Regions from separate parts of the Sus scrofa genome. Here region 1 is linked to region 2. Evidence: chromatin contacts called from public Hi-C data. All regions are on one chromosome and are shown on one strand. Each heading gives the region's core, a stretch centred on a gene start, on an enhancer-like site or on the middle of the called end of the contact. The rest is flanking DNA. Distances are from core to core; before and after follow the strand shown. Region 1 overlaps SIPA1L3 (signal-induced proliferation-associated 1-like protein 3). Region 2 holds the start of WDR87 (WD repeat-containing protein 87).

Region 1 (3,422 bases), core at 348-2,847, 150 kb before region 2:
TAGGATGGGTGGGGACCTCAAACAGGTCAATGAGCCTCAATTCTTGGGCTTCTTTTCCTGGGAAAGGAAAACTCTCTTTTTTCGGGCTTCGCAGCTGGAAAGACGTTAAGCTCCAAGCTTCCACCAAAGAAAGCAATAGCCAGGGGAGTGGGGCGCGTCCAGCTAGGCCTGGACTCGTCATTGATAAGAGCCAACACATATACCTGCCCTGCTGAGTGTGTTTTCTGTCACTTGCAACCACAAGATTCCAGATAAGTACACATCCCTCCGCCTTCCTTATCAAAAGTGGGGTAACATGCCCCTTGCTGGTGGAGAATCACTCCCTCAGAAGGCGTAGGGACGTGTGGACAGAGCTCCCCTACCGAAGCACAAACAAGAACGGCAGGAGCGCGCCCACCTGGGCCCCAGCTCCACCCTTCACCCCGCTCCGCCGCGGGACACAGGTAAGAAGCGTCTGTGATTTTCTGGGTGTGGGTGGGGGGAGGGCCGCGGTCAGCAGGTGCGCACCTGTAGCAGACGTTATCGGTGCAAGGGTTATGGGCTCGGACGATGATGAAGACGTGCTGAAAATGCGAGCGGATGTTTTTGGGGGTGAAAGGCAGCGCCCCAGGCTCCTGGAAGATGATGGTCACGATGTCGTTTCCTATGTGCCTCTTCCTCAGCAGCTGGTCAACGGGAGGCAGCCCGGGAGAGGAAAACGTCACAGGTCAAGGGTCGTTATCTGCTCCGTTGTCACCACGCTGATGTCTCCTCCCCGCCCCCACCCCCTTGCTCCCCCTACTCCAGCCACGCCGGCCTCCTGCTGCTCCTCGAACACACTAGAGATGCTTCCCCCTCAAGGCCCCTGCAAAGACTGTTCCCTCCGCCTGGAACATTCTTCCCCCAGATCTCCACATGGCTCGCTCCCTCCCTCCCTCCCTCCTTCAGGTCTTGGCTGAAATGTCACCCTCCCTCGAGGCCATCGCTGACTGTCTTATCCATGATGTCACCCCCTCAACATCCCCTCTCTGCCGTTCTGCCTGGGGACCTAACACTTATCCACGCTGAGCACACGGCGGCTTCCCCTCTTCCTTTTTTTTTTTTTTTTTTTTGTCTTTTTGCTATTTCTTTGGGCCGCTCCCACAGCATATGGAGGTTCCCAGGCTAGGGGTCGAATCGGAGCTGTAGCCACCAGCCTACGCCAGAGCCACAGCAACGCGGGATCCGAGCCGCATCTGCAACCTACACCGCAGCTCACGGCAACGCCGGATCATTAACCCACTGAGCAGGGGCAGGGACCGAACCCGCAACCTCATGGTTCCTAGTCGGATTCGTTAACCACTGCGCCACGACGGGAACTCCTCTTCCTTTTTTTTCTTGTCTGTTTCTTCCCACTAATGTCTCGGCTCCATGAGAACAGGGGTTGTGCCTGTTTTGTTTGCTGCTCAGGGCTGTATCCTCAGTGCCGAGGGCAGGGCCAGGAAACAGCAGGTGCTCAATGAACATCTGCTGGAGGAGAGCCTGGGCTGGCAGCTTTTTGACTTGCTCAAGGCCATGCTCAGCGGTGAAGGCAGAGTCAGACCGGAGCCTGTGGGCGGGGCCCTTCTCTGACCACGCCTTCACCCGAGTTGAGAGCCTTGTGCCTGGGCTTAGGATGAGCCTACAGGAGCCCTGTCCCTTCGTGCCTGCTTGTCACAGTCTCTGAGAAAGACGCAATGAGGTATCAGCATTTTACTGATTTGCTGAAACGACACTGTTCTTATTTATACAAGTTTAGTCTTCACCTAACTGTTAGGGATCCCTGCTGGTGACGTGAGATCTGCAGCTGGGAGTCACGGGTAACTCCATGTGAGGCGGCCAGTCACACTTAACAGCCCAACTCACACTGCTGTACTGTTTGCTCCTCATGTGTGTTTTACACCGGATTAAACTGCTGGATGAAGTACCCGTTCGCTGCGGCCGGCCCCGTACCAGGCATTGTACATCTCGTTTTATTTTTACAACCAGCCTGTGAGGCATTAACTCATCCCATCCCCTTTGACTGATGAGAAGTTAGGCTCATTGGGGGTTAAACATCCTGCCCGAAGTCACGTGGCTATGGAGGGACAGAGCCAGGATTCCAATCCACTTCTGCTTGACTGCACAAACCAAGCTTTTCCCTTGTGCCTCTCGAATGGGCCAGGAGGAGGGTCTGCTCGCCTCCTGTGCACCTCCGGTGCCAGGCCCTGCCTGCAGCTCCAGATTCAAGCCCGTGACTCTGAGACCTGAGCCTGTCATTCTGCCCATATCACCAAGAGGTGAGATTACACAGCTAGGATGCGGCCGAGAGAGAACTCCGACTGAGGCCCAATGAGATCACCGCTCTTACAGCCCACTATTGGGTGAACCTTCTGAAATCAGATATTTGACCATTTGGGGGCCAATAAAATCTATAATGTTATCTGTACCAACAGAAAAAACAAACACTTCCTAAACCATCGAAACAGCATGGGGCTTCCGTTCATATGAAACTGTTCCCAGACCAAGTATGTGTGGCGTGTCCAGGAGAATGGGCGCCTGGTGTCAGCTGTTGTGCCCAACCGGCACCTCCTCCTCCTCTCGGCAGCCGTGTCCATCCCCTTGGGGAAAGCATCTTCCTGATCTCCGTCAATGGTCCAGGCTGAGCTGACCCCACTCACCCCCTCTAGGGGTGGGCATGTGCTGCAGGCCTGGCCAATCAGCCCATTTTATCCCTGCTCTGGGCCTGGCAAGTGAGTGGTCCAAAGAGAGTCAGCCCTGACATGTTTGTGGGACACCTGGAAGGCACAGCTCTCTTCTTCCTGCAGTAGCGACGCTGGTGGGATGTACAGGGAGGGCTGCTAGAGGGTATCTTTGCCACTACTTGGGAAGGCCTGTGAATAAGGCCACTATGAAGAAAAGCAGAGGTGAGAAAGGGATAGAGTTTCCAACATTGGTAGAGCCCCTGGATCCAGCCATACCTAAAGCCAGCCCTCTCCTAGTACTTGGGAATTACATAACCCACTAAATCCCACTTTTTGCTTCTGCCAGTTTGATTTGCGCTTCTGGCACTTGCAGCTGAAACAAGGTTGACTGATTCACTAACCCCCACCCCCCACTGGAACCCAGTGTCTCAAGAGGACCCTTGAGGGGAGCTGGGTAGTAAGGTAGCCAAGCGCCAGCGAGAAAAAAAATGACCTCAAACGACACCTGACCTAGGCTCCAACCCCAGGCAATGCAAATGCAGGGCAGAGGGGCTCTAGGGCCAAAGGTCTCCATCTGCTGCACAGAATGGTATCAGGAGAGCCAGTGCTGGGCCGGCAGGCAGCTAAGAGCCGCGGGAAGGGAAAGGGCCTGGGGCTCAGCTGTGCAGCAACTGGAAGTCATGGGGGCCCCACTGACCTGCTGCCTGTTGTTGGGGGTATAAGGGAGCAGGGTGGAGACGT
Region 2 (3,152 bases), core at 608-3,107:
AATGTTATCTGCCTCTCAGTATTCTTTCAAGAACTAATGAAGTGATTGATGTAAAAGCATTTTTTTTTTTTCGTGGGCCCTCCACATGAGATGATGTTTTGCCTGCTGCTTCCCCCTACCCCCAAATCCAGCCATTGAAGCTCTGTGGCAACATAGGGCGTGGTCTTAGTCATGCCAGAGGGTGGGTTCTGCTGACCTTGCCTCAGGAGACCCAGGCCAAATGACCTGGAACTCCAGTAGCTCTCCAAACCAGTGGGTCTCAGACTTTAAGATCAGGGGCAAAGACTAGCTGGAGAGCTTATTAAAACTCAGATTTTGAGCCCTACCCTCGGAGTTTCTAATTTAGTAGGTGTAGGGTGGGGCCTGATAATTTGCATTTATAACAAGTTCCCAGGTGATGCTGATGCTGCTGTCCTGAGGATCACACTTAGGGACCATTCTTTAAACTGAAAAGTTCATCAATTTCCTTCATCTAGCAGACACAAGGACGGCTTCCATTGCCCTCTGCTGGCCAGACTATAAATTTAGCTGTAATGCTTCCAGAGCAACTGTAAAGTACAAAGTAAGTGTTGGAAGGAAATAAATACTTCTCTGAGAACCAAACCAGCCTAAAAACAGCAATCATAACTGTTTGCTGCCTCATAGTATACTTTAAAAGGTATTCACAGGAATTACCTTATGTGATCCTTGCAACAATCCTGTGAAGTAGGCCAGACTGGCATTTTCATTTTACGAGTGAGGAAAACAAGCCCATCAGATCAGTAATGACAGACTCCCTGACAGAGGGGACTTGTTAAAAGTAGGATTATTCACCATCCAACAGGAAAAGTAGAGGTTTGATCTCATGATGGCCAAAGAGAAGGGTATGGGGAGGAAGACGATGCATGGCAGACCTATCCCATGCAAGAGAGCTACTTGATTCCACATGCCTGGGAAAAGCCTGCAAGACTGAGTGGCTGGGCTACATGGGGCTGACTGAGTCCTGGGCACCCGATAAAGGCGATTTCCTGTTTCAGTAGTCAGACTTGAAGGTCCACAGACTCACCTAGGGAGCCCGTTACAAGTGAAGGACTCAGGGTCCTACCTCCACAGTTCTACTTCAGTACCTAAGGATCTGCATTTCAAGATGTACCTCTCCCCTAGGAATCCTGGTGCAGGAGATCCAAGGACCACACTTTGGTAACTACTAGTCCTTGTAAAAAGCTCTCTTGACGCACTACCACCAGCAAAGAACTATTATTTGCCTATGACAGTATTCCTTTCCAGCCTCTCTTCAGGTTTCTCTGTTCCCCTTACACATACTATCCTACAGGATTATAATAGCTGATGCCTAAATTTAACCCCCAACTTTATCTACCCTCCCCAAGCCTGAGTTTTCTCATCTATAAAATAGAGTAATCCCTACCTCACTGGACTATAGTGAAGATTAAATGAGAAACTATGTCTTATGCATAGTTCCTGACAGACAAAAAGGATCCAATAAACATGAGTTCGTGGCTCTTACCTTCTGATTTCTAGCTCCTCAAAAACTAGCAGTGGGAGTTCCTGTCATGGCGCAGTGGTTAATGAATCCAACTAGGAACCATGAGGTTGCGGGTTCAATCCCTGCCCTTGCTCAGTGGGTTAACGATCTGGCATTGCCGTGAGCTGTGGTGTGGGTCACAGACGCGGCTCGGATCCCACGTTGCTGTGGCTCTGGTGTAGGCTGGCAGCTCAGCTCCGATTCGACCCCTAGCCTGGGAACCTCCATATGCCGCGGGAGCGGCCCAAGAAATGACAAAAAAAGACAAAAAAAAAAAAAAAAAAAAACTAGCAGTGGCTAAGCTGGCCTCTTTTGGATTCCCACAGGTTTTTAAGCAGCAGTCCTGAGGTGGACCAGGGGATAATCAAGGCGATGTCTTCCCCCAGACTTATTCCCCTGTGGAAGGATCTTAAATACCTTATAAATGACATGATACATAAGCGCCAGGTAATGTACATGTAGGATATAAACATGTGATTGGCTCCTATCCATCTTGATTGTTATGAGCCCTTCAGAGGCGCACAACTCTTGCAAGAAATTAGGAATCGAGCAGGGTGGACTGTGAAGACAATTGTCCCCTTAGTAGAAAGTGGGCCATCAACTTCCAAATGAGTCTAGAGACCTCTTGCAAGGATATTTTGTTAGTGAGAGGTGAACACTTTGGCATATTGTCAGAAAAAGTAACCCCCTTGGAAGAAAGATTTTTCTAAAAGAGAAGAGAGAAGGCACCAGAGAGAACATCTGCCGGCCTCAGTTTTGCTGTGACTGGCTCTGCGTGATAGGATCCCAGTTAGGTGCATGTTTCATAGCACATGCTCTGTCACAGTGGGATAATATATAGTGTATATATATCCTTTCCTCGGTCAAATTTAAAAGCCAGGTAGGGTGTCCTAAAAGTCTTACTCAGTGCAGTTTTAGGCTCTAATAACTTAAAGCTGCATTGACTTTTGGGACATTCTGTTACTTTACATGTAGTCATATGGCAGTGCACTTGCCTTGGTAATCTGTTAAAATGGGTCTTTTATGGTATGTGTACCTTTTATTTTATTTATTTACTTATGGCCGCACCCAAGGCATATGGAAGTTCCCAGGCTAGGGGTCGAACTGGAGCTGCAGCTGCCGGCCTACACCACAGCCACAGCAACGCAGAATCTGAGCCACATTTGCAGCCTGCGCCACAGCTTGTGGCAATGCCGGATCTAACGCACTGAGCGAAGCCAGGGATCGAACCCACATCCTCACAGATACCGGTCGGATTCCTTCCTGCTGAGCCACAACGGGAACTCTGGTATATGTACCTTTCAGACAGAAGAGAGAAGGTTAGAGGACAGGTACGGTAACTTCATGTTGGAAGAACATCAGTTTTCCCCTGTGCTCACACTATAAAATTTGCATGCATAGGCCAGCTATAGCTATTTGGTTCTCTCTTGTGTTGTGGGTTTTGTTACATGCTTGTGAAATGCAAATGTGCCACAGGTGATAAATTGTGTATGTGCGGATGTCACAAGAGTGGCCCTTGGGGCTGAGGCATGACTTTGGGAACGGCTTCAGTTGTGACTTGTGTGAGGATATATTTAGTGCTTATATATTCGTGTTTTCTTAGTTTATGCCATGCCTCTCCCCAGCAAAC

Evidence for each region. A called contact is a pair of places that touch in the nucleus more often than the background predicts.
Region 1: a Hi-C map of skeletal muscle shows a contact between it and region 2, with 2.3 times the contacts expected there. The contact joins the enhancer-like site here to the promoter of WDR87 in region 2. A contact is called at or near these places in 2 of 5 promoter capture datasets (fetal skeletal muscle and liver), 17 of 47 Hi-C or Micro-C datasets (alveolar macrophages, blood, embryonic fibroblasts and 10 more) and 2 of 2 datasets of contacts at active chromatin or transcription factors (alveolar macrophages and skeletal muscle).

What each region holds. Positions count from the first base shown.
Region 1 is chr6:47,052,841-47,056,262 of Sscrofa11.1, reverse strand. SIPA1L3 (signal-induced proliferation-associated 1-like protein 3) reads right to left here. Exons shown (of 25, transcript XM_021094330.1): 9 at 3,379-3,422; 10 at 508-665. Among named protein-coding and RNA genes, the nearest start is that of DPF1, 100 kb to the left of the region's middle. Within about 2 kb of position 1,597, at least 5 of the 83 cell types and tissues checked have an H3K27ac peak or open chromatin away from gene starts, as enhancers often do. A contact at or near this core is called in skeletal muscle, where this site is marked.
Region 2 is chr6:46,900,626-46,903,777 of Sscrofa11.1, reverse strand. WDR87 (WD repeat-containing protein 87) reads left to right here and starts at 1,857. Exons shown (of 6, transcript XM_021094329.1): 1 at 1,857-1,969; 2 at 3,148-3,152. The coding sequence starts at 1,895.